Regions from separate parts of the Mus musculus genome. Here regions 2 and 3 are each linked to region 1. The links are chromatin contacts, called in public HiChIP or PLAC-seq and promoter capture Hi-C maps. All regions are on one chromosome and are shown on one strand. The core of a region is the stretch at or near the end of the contact, and the rest is flanking DNA. Distances in the headings are between cores, read along the strand shown. Region 1 holds the start of Ccdc71 (coiled-coil domain containing 71). Region 2 holds the start of Atrip-trex1 (Atrip-Trex1 readthrough). Region 3 holds the start of Nprl2 (NPR2 like, GATOR1 complex subunit).

What was found. Promoter capture Hi-C pulls out the DNA fragments that hold promoters and counts their contacts. HiChIP or PLAC-seq counts read pairs in DNA pulled down with a chosen protein or histone mark.
Region 2: a contact with region 1 is called in an HNF4G HiChIP or PLAC-seq map of pancreatic cancer cells. The contact joins the promoter of Atrip-trex1 here to the promoter of Ccdc71 in region 1. A contact is called at or near these places in 1 of 39 promoter capture datasets (pre-B cells) and 1 of 115 datasets of contacts at active chromatin or transcription factors (pancreatic cancer cells).
Region 3: a promoter capture Hi-C map of pre-B cells shows a contact between it and region 1, with 5 times the contacts expected there. The contact joins the promoter of Nprl2 here to the promoter of Ccdc71 in region 1. A contact is called at or near these places in 3 of 39 promoter capture datasets (the C10 cell line, liver and pre-B cells) and 1 of 115 datasets of contacts at active chromatin or transcription factors (bone marrow-derived macrophages).

The regions. Positions count from the first base shown.
Region 1 is chr9:108,459,215-108,462,002 of GRCm38.p6, forward strand. It overlaps Ccdc71 (coiled-coil domain containing 71), which reads left to right and starts at 1,339. Exons shown (of 2, transcript NM_133744.5): 1 at 1,339-1,403. It also overlaps a transcript of Klhdc8b not described here.
Region 2 is chr9:109,072,749-109,075,709 of GRCm38.p6, forward strand. Atrip-trex1 (Atrip-Trex1 readthrough) reads right to left here and starts at 1,349. Exons shown (of 14, transcript NR_153412.1): 1 at 911-1,349. Atrip (ATR interacting protein) reads right to left here and starts at 1,376. Exons shown (of 13, transcript NM_172774.3): 1 at 1,007-1,376. The coding sequence starts at 1,256.
Region 3 is chr9:107,540,774-107,543,528 of GRCm38.p6, forward strand. It overlaps Nprl2 (NPR2 like, GATOR1 complex subunit), which reads left to right and starts at 1,436. Exons shown (of 11, transcript NM_018879.2): 1 at 1,436-1,680; 2 at 2,209-2,300; 3 at 2,395-2,563; 4 at 2,734-2,755. The coding sequence starts at 1,603. Cyb561d2 (cytochrome b-561 domain containing 2) reads right to left here and starts at 1,420. Exons shown (of 4, transcript NM_001357289.1): 1 at 1,262-1,420; 2 at 724-877; 3 at 230-267. The coding sequence starts at 850.

The DNA.
Region 1 (2,788 bases), core at 89-2,588:
AGGTACTGACCCCAGACTGCCCGCAGATTTTGTGGTTCCTCTTGGGTACTTGGCTACCCAGAAACTGTCAGGAGTCTCCTGTCGGTGCCAAAGCTCTGAGAAGTAAACAGGCATCAAGTGAGGCCTTGGGTATTGATGGGTGGTTGATACTTATCTTTAAAGATGACAGATCCCTCTACATAGGCTGGGAAACACAGAACAGCTAAGGATCTTTCAGTCGTACAAAAGAGGAAGAAGGCTAGTATCCAGCTCCCACATGAAGCACTTCAAACACCCTTGTCTACCTACCCCAAACTCTTAGACAGGTCCAGATGCCTTCACTCCCTCATCCATGAAACCAAAGCTTTCCTGATGCCTCCTAAACTGGACTAGGAAGCATCTGACAAGGGGGTCCTTTCCTTAAAGCTGTGAAGCCAGGCATGGCAGCACATGCCACCTTTGATCCCAGGAATCCAGGGCTATGTAGGGATACACTGTCTCCAAAAAGGACAAGGTTTGGAAAATATGCTGACTGTTCATCTGAGGTCTCAGATTCCTAGAGTTAGTTTTAACCTGTGTCCTCAAATACTGCTGAGGAGAGGGCTCTGTAACTAACCATCTTGTGTTGTCTACAGGACATAGGTAGGACTGAGTTTGCAATCTCTTTGCCAACAGAGCCAACGGATTCTGGGCACTGTAACGACTGAAAAGTGTTACTTTGTGCCATTCGAGGTGCTTTGGCTGAGCCAGATCTTGGCACTCCACTGTGTATACATACCTGAGCAAGTATATTCAGGCCCACATTGATGTACTGTGACTTACAGACTGGCCATCTACAGCCCCAGGCTGCTGTGTATTACTTGTGCCTACATGTATATACCAGCTTTTCATGCAGTGTGCCAGGGTTAAGCCCATTCTCAGGAGAGGAGCGCCTGCTACTCTTTCAGGAAGTACTTGTGTGGTGAAACAAGGGGACTTTCCTGAGATAATCCCTGTCAGGCACACTCTCTTCTGATCAGGTGCCAGAGAAAGAGTAAGGTCCTGGGGTGTAGAATAGCATAGAGCTTGCCAGGAGTCACTTTGACTCCTATATTACCAGGACATTTTAGAAAAGTGGTCCTTAGTCCAATCCTGACTGGGATCCTGTGACTTTTGCCTTCTATGTGCACAGGCTCCCATACTGGATCAGATAGGTTTGGACTTGTCACCTCCGAGGCCACCCCCTCCAGGCAGCCCTCCGAAGTACTCAACCTGCTCCGCCCCCAGACTTGGGGGGGGAGGGGAGAGTTCTAGGGGTCAAGGGTCACCAGGCGGGCTAGATCCCGGAAGCGGAAGCACGGTGTACTTCCGGCGCGCAGCAGGCGGCCATGTTGGAGCGGCGGAGGCGGCGCAGAGGTGCGTCCTGGGTCCCCGCGGCGGCGCCGGTAGGTTGGAGCCGCGGGCCTAGCGGTGGTGCGGAGTGGCTGCCCATGAGGCCACAGGGCGGCAGGGCGAAGGGACTGGGTGGCCGGCCCTTCCGGGATCCTCATTTTCCCAGGGCTTGGCCGAGACACCCCACCCCTACCCAGGACCCCACCCTGGGGGTTCTGAGGATCCTGTCGGGCGACCACTGCCCACCTTACACATTTCGCCGCCGCCGTAACCCCGACTCCCCGTCGCCGTTCAGGCCCCGGGGCCTCGGTCTCCCCGCCTGAGGGCCCCGATCTGCCCCTGATCCCAGTCCGCCCGATTAGTATGCCCGCCCCCAGTCTTCTGTCAACTTCCTGTGCTGGCCCCAAAGGAATGTGTGAAGGCAAAAGTCAGCCTGGCTGCAGCCTCTGTTTACAAAGCTTCTTGAGAGCCAAGAAGCACCCTCCCTCCCATGGGCTCAGAATGACCTAGGCAAAGAGCCCCTTGGTCCCCGCCCCGTAATATGAGCGCCGGAGGTTTGGGGTGGGAGGTAGGTCGTCCCCCTCTGTCCTACAGTTCATAGCCCACCCATTCAAAACATAAATAAATAAATAAATAAATAAATGAAAGCATTAACTTGGATTGTACTTGAAGAGCATCCTCTGGGGAGGGGAAGTGCCTCAGACACCTGAGGATCCAAGAATGTTTCCAAACAAAGAGCCCCAGGGCACTTTCTCCGGGGAGTCTGAGGACTGTGTGTCTGCTTCATTAGAGCTGTGCAGAGCGGCGGCACAGACGGGCTCCTAGACTCCAGGGACCTGTCTCATCCCAGCTGATCTTTTAACGCTCCGGTGCAGCTGGGGAATTTACCTTTTGACTCGGGAAGCCCTCAGATGCTGCGTTGGAGTGCTGGGTGTAACTTCTGAGTGACAGCCATGGCTTCCTTAAGGAAGCATAGGACGATTTGAGTGGTCCCAGACAGCTGCATCTGTTGGGACCACTAACATCTAAGGTCTGTTGCCTTTTAAGCGCTACGGCTTGGCCTACCTTCCTAGTTGGAATCTTTCCCTGTCCTTTGTCGTCAAACCTTGAACTCCTTGGTCTCGTTGCCTGGTCTCTTGCTTGCCTTAGAGATGTTTGCAACTGTCTTTTTTTTTTGGGCGGGTCTGTGTCTTATATTGGGTTTGAACTCCAAGACTAGAGCTAGGAATCAGGTCACTGAGTATCCTGTCTATAGACTCTGGTAAGGAGATGAGCCACCCCCTGCACTGGAACGTTGGCAGTTGGATGAACAGTGGTGGGGTGGACATCAGGTGGTGTAAGTCTGGGTCTTTGGGCCTATGTTCAAAGGCCTTAGTCTGTCTTCCTCAGCTACAGCCTGGCCTTCATCCATATGGTCCGTACTCTTCTTTACTTGATA
Region 2 (2,961 bases), core at 99-2,598, 610 kb after region 1:
GTAGTTGCCCTTAGGTTGAGCATGGTGGCACAGAACTGCAATCCCAACACTTGTGAAGTAGAGCTATGGGGATCTCAAATTCAAGGCTAGCCTTGCTAGAGATCGAGAACCTGTCTGGAAAAAATAATCCCATGTATACTGCGGGGCTCAGTATGTATCCACCTTTGTCATAAAATGCAGAAGGAGTCACTCTTGAAAGCCAAGTTGAGAAAGACCCAGGTAACAGCTCCGAGCATGGTATAAACACATAAAGAATCCTTATGGCATAGCATATCTGAATTCTCTCGCTTTATACCTCACCCACTTTCTAGACTCTCAGCTCATAGCTGAACAGAGATTGCACTGGCTGTGACTCTACCATAACTACTATTTACTACAACATGTTAGGCATAGGATCTGCTGGTTTTAAAGACTGATGGTGAACCAAATGGATACATTCCAGGGGGAGGTGGGGCTCCAGGGATGGAGTAAGGTAGAGTACCGGGTGATGTAGGGCCAAGGAAGGGGGAGGCAGCATTGCTTTGTGCCATTTCGTGGAAAGTTGCGTCTAACCACTGCCGCATATGACAGCTGGTCAGCAATGAGTGTTTTCCAATGCCTGGTTTTCCATGCAATATTGCTGGAGAGATGGAGGGCCAGCCACATTTCCAGGGATAATCCTATTTTTCAGATGCTGTAAGTGCTAAGTACATTCGCAAGGTGCCCATCAAACCCTCCTGACACTTAACTTATTCCCCAAGAGTGTAAGCTCTAAGAAGAAAAGCAGCTTTGGCATTTCTTGCCCATTGCCTGTTTGCCATGCCTAACCTTTGGGCAACTGGCATTTTTGTGTAAGACTCTCTTTCATCTCTTGCCTCTGTCAGACGCCTTCTAATGCTCTTCTGCCCAAGGGTTACAATGGGGTGCATACCATCTAAATGGGAGGCCATTTAACATTCTGGATGTCTCACCGCCAAATCAGAGGTCTGCACCACCCGCCGGGGGAAAAGGCCCCTCAGGCACTCACTGGACAGGTTCCGAGGCGCGACGGGACACTGGCTCAGGGCCTGTGACGCGAGGATGTCGAGTTCCTCTAGGTCGTCCGCAGTAAATTCCGCGTGCTCACCGAATGGGTCTTCGGGGTCCGGGACTGTGGTCTCAGAGAAGCTCCGGGCCCGCTTGCTCGGAGGGTTCTCAATGGATCGAGACAGACCGGGGAAAGGCTCCAGGCCGCCACTCTGTTTCCTGTGGCTGTTCGGTGCGGGGGTCCCGGCCATGACTACCTTCAACCCGCAGCATCCGAAGACGCCAAGCACAGCCTTGTCCACAGAAAGCCTGAGCTGGCCCAACCGCCCGCGCGCCGCCGTTCCCCTCGCCTTCCAGCGTCTCCCCAGCCTGCGGGCCAATCAGCTGCCAGCTACCGGGCACAGATGGGTGACGTGTACAGAGCGCGCCGTTACCCGGGACAGGCTCCTGCGTGTCTGGGCTCAGTACGAAGGGGTCCCCGGTGATGCCAGGGTACTACAGTGCTGTCAGGATTATCCCGGTTGCGAGATCGAGGAGCGTCTGCCCGACCACACCTGAGGCGGTTCCCCGTGGCACTGTGTAGAATACAGAGCCCTAGAGAAGCAGGCAGCGTTCAGGGGTCAGCTCTCCCTGACCTCACTCCTCGCGGCTGACCCACCTCTCTCATGTCCAGAGACTCTTTTAGGGAGGAGGCTGGGAAGAGCAGACTTGGGGAGGAGAAGGAATGCTTTTCTTCCTGGAAGCAGAGATCTTCCAGGATAACAAATGTTTCAAGTATGTATATTTGAGAAAAAAAAAAAAAAAAAAAGGCTGGGAAGGATGGTCTCGAGAACGGCGTGCCTATTCGGAACTGCTCCAACTGTTAACTTCCATTTATTTCTTGGAGAGTCTTTATGTCCTGAGCGCTGGTTGCGTAGAGACAATGAAGCTCAAGAGGTCAAGGAAGGCTCGCTGGGAGTGGTCCTTGAATTACCCAACAGATTGAGGGGGAAATAGCAAGAAAAATGGGTTAGGAGGCAGACGCATGATGTTTCTGAGAAAAATTCATCTTCGACAAGGATGCCAGGTGGATGCCTCCTCTTTGCGACAGACTTCATGGAGGAGCAATGATTTGAGTTGGGCTTGGGTGTATGACTGGCTTTTATGAGCTGAAGTGGTGGGCAGAACAGATACCAGAAATGGCGGATTAGCATTGGAAGGCAACAAGATCAAGACTTTTCTACTCCGTTTGCTCAATGCCAGACTTAGTTTGTGAACCTACCAATGTTTGCTGAGGCGTTGGGCGGAAAGGAGAGCGCTCAGGCTTAGAATGCCTTAGGCCTGCCAACCCACCCCCACCCCACCCCTGCCTCATTATTTTTTATGTGTGTTTTACCTTCATGTATGTATGTGCATCACATGCATGTATGCCTGGTGCCTACAGTGGTCAGAAGGCATTGCATCACTTAGAACTGCCTTAGTTTCTTGATTCAGCTGCTGGTAGTTTTCCCATAGCTGCCCAACATAATGTTGAATGTTCAAGTCTCCCAGCAGCCCCCCACCCCCTTTGGTTATATGTCAAGACATATAACCAAAGCTGGCCCAGAACTCCAGAATGTCCTTCCTCCCGCTGAGTGCTGGGATTATAGACATGAGTTTTTGTTTGTTTGTTTTGTTTTTGTTTTTTGTTTTTGAGATGGCCTCAAACTTCTAATCCTGTCTCAGTCTCTAAAGTGCTAGAATTGTGAGTGTGGGCTACCAGGCGTGGCTGATTGCCCAGGTTGTAATAGCTACGATCTTTGGTTCTGGAAACAGGACATTGTCAGGAGGGATTACGTTCTACCAAATAAACGAGAAGTTTTGGGGGCAGGAGGCTATGACTGCTGATAAGTATTTTCAGCAGCACCGGGCTAGGTGCCAGCTGACAAGGCCCTATGGGCTTTAAGCCCAAAGAAGATGCTTTTTGGAGATGACCAA
Region 3 (2,755 bases), core at 186-2,685, 920 kb before region 1:
TTCTCAGCTTCCTAGCTGGAGGTGAGAGAAGCCGCCCTTTTGTGCTTGGGTGAGCTTCATCTGTTCGTCCTGGGTCATGAATACCGTTTTCAAGCCTTGGATATTCGTCAGAAGCAGGAGTGAGGACATACAGCTCGTCTACACTGGCACTAAATGCCTACAAGGATTCTGAGAGCCACCAACAACGCCCACATTCTACCCCTAAAAGCTACCCAAACCCACTACTTACAGCCAGAGACATAAGAACGGGGTGCCAGGAGAACAGACCTGGAATGAGAAGAGGGCGCCTCATGGAACTAGGGAAAAAGAAACCAGCATACCAGGCTCTATAGCCGGGATGGACAGCCCATCCATCACCCAAGGAGGGGTCAAAATGCGAGCCTCCTCCAGTAACAAGCTCATCTTACCCACCCCCTGTTCTCTTCCCTGGACAGAAAGCACGCTCTGCCACTCCTCTGGCGGCTCCTTCCTCCAGCATCCCCACAAGTCAGGAATGAAATGCCAAATCAAAGGAAGAGAAGCCATGTACTTAAAGCTTGCCCTGGCGGGCAGAGCCCCCACACTGGTCTGCTCTTCCCACGACGTTAAATACGTTCAACAGAGAATATCCTTCAGCCAGTCAATCCTGTTCTCAGGAGTTACGCCCATCGTTTCCTACTGCCCCCTGTTCCCCAAGAGAAGTAGCTTTTCCCTTCCCATAAGTGGACTATGAATTCTACTTACTGGAGCCAGGTCTGGCAAGCACAGCAACAAAGATGGTAAAGCCTAACGCCACGAGGTGGGCTGCAGCCCCAGAGGCAGTGCGCAGAGCTCGGTAGATATGCGACTCCGTCTCCACAGAAAGGGCCATGGTCAGCCCAGCCGATAGCTGCACAGCCTGAAAGCATCGTAGGCGTTGGCAAGAGTGCCCACTGTCCACGCCCCTCACTGGGGACAGTAACTCAGGACAGAAATGGCACCTTTTCCCGGAGAAGTTATGACAGGAGCAGAGTAGTGCCGGCACTAACAGTCCCAACTTAGCAGTCTACCTGTCAAACACCTGTATTTGAAGTGGTAACGATCGCACCTTCCAAGTGGGAGGAGGAAGACTACAAATCCCAGAATGCAGCACGTCATCGTTAGCCGGAACGGAAGGCGTGGAGCACTACGGGAATTGTATTTCCCAGCTGCTTCCCTACCTAAGCGTGAATTTCTTTGCACACTGCCTCCCCATGTGCACCTGACACGCTGTACCTCCACCGTAGAATTTTGCCCTCCTCACCTGCTTCTCAGGTTCTACGCAGTGACTTCCTCCAAAATAAACTGGACCCTCGGCCCCGCCAGCCGCGCCACCGCTCCGTTACGGAGTAGCTTCACTTCCGGGTGCGATGTCTACCCACCCGAGACTTCCTGGGACAAGCCCCCTCCCATCCCATCCAGCGGCAACCACGCCCCCTGAGTCGCCCTGCGCAGGCGCTGTTGAGTTGACGGCTCGTTGGGTTTGCGCTCACAAACCTGTGTGACCTACCCGGGCCTCTTTCTCTTTTTGACAGGGTATTCCAAGGCGTAGAGGCGATCCCCACACGAAAAACAGGGATTACAGACTTGGATCCAGACAGCGCCATGGGCAGCAGCTGCCGCATCGAATGTATATTCTTCAGCGAGTTCCACCCAACGCTGGGACCCAAAATTACCTATCAGGTGCCTTCCACACTCCCGGACTAGGCGAGGGGAGGGATGCTCTCTGGAGCTCAGCTGGCCGCCTGGAGGGGTTGTGGTTCATCCACGCGTGTCTCTTCCATTGAATGGAGAGGGTACACAGACCCAGGTCTCCGGTTTCTAGTGTGGGGGAGGAGTTTTGTCCCCCAAACTGAATCAGGTTCTAGTGTGGGGGAGGAGTTTTGTCCCCCAAACAGAATCAGGCTATAGGTTTCGGGGAGGTGCTAAGGCTCATGAAGGTTTAGATGACCCAAGAGAAACACTGGACCAAGACAAATGATATATAAAAGTTAGGTGAGGGTAGAAAGGGGTATTCCAGGTAGTGGGAATAGTGAACGCAAAAGCCAAGGGAGCTTGCCAAAACATAGCATGTGTTTGGAAGCACAAAGTAGACCACTGGGTGGATGAGGGAAGAAAACGGTAGAGGGACTTGTGCCTGGGTGGGCTGTAAAAATCTGCCCGGACCCAACGTCCACTGAGGGAGCTCTCTCTCATGGCTGCCTTCTCCAGGTCCCTGAGGATTTCATCTCGCGAGAACTGTTTGACACGGTCCAGGTGTACATCATCACCAAGCCCGAGTTACAGAACAAGCTCATCACTGTGTGAGGCTTTAGTTGGGTGGGAGGAGAGGGGTCCCAGCCTGGCTTGGGGGTGGGGGTGGGGGCGGGGCAGGCTGACTCTGTTCTACCTCTCCAGCACAGCCATGGAGAAGAAGCTGATTGGCTGCCCCGTGTGCATTGAACACAAGAAGTACAGCCGCAATGCTCTCCTCTTCAACCTGGGCTTTGTGTGTGACGCTCAGGCTAAGACTTGTGCCCTGGAACCCATCGTTAAAAAGCTGGCCGGCTACTTGACCACGCTGGAGGTCTGCAGCAAGATGGGGCCAGGGTGGGTGGGTGGGTGCGTCCGTGGTGGGCACAGGTGGGGAGAGAGTTCCTGTGTCTTGAATCCCCAGCCTCCAGCAGCTAGCTCCATGTTGCTGCAGCAGGGAGCCTGAGGTGTGGTCACTCACTGTGCTGTCTGTGTCTTCCCCAGCTTGAGAGCAGCTTTGTATCCA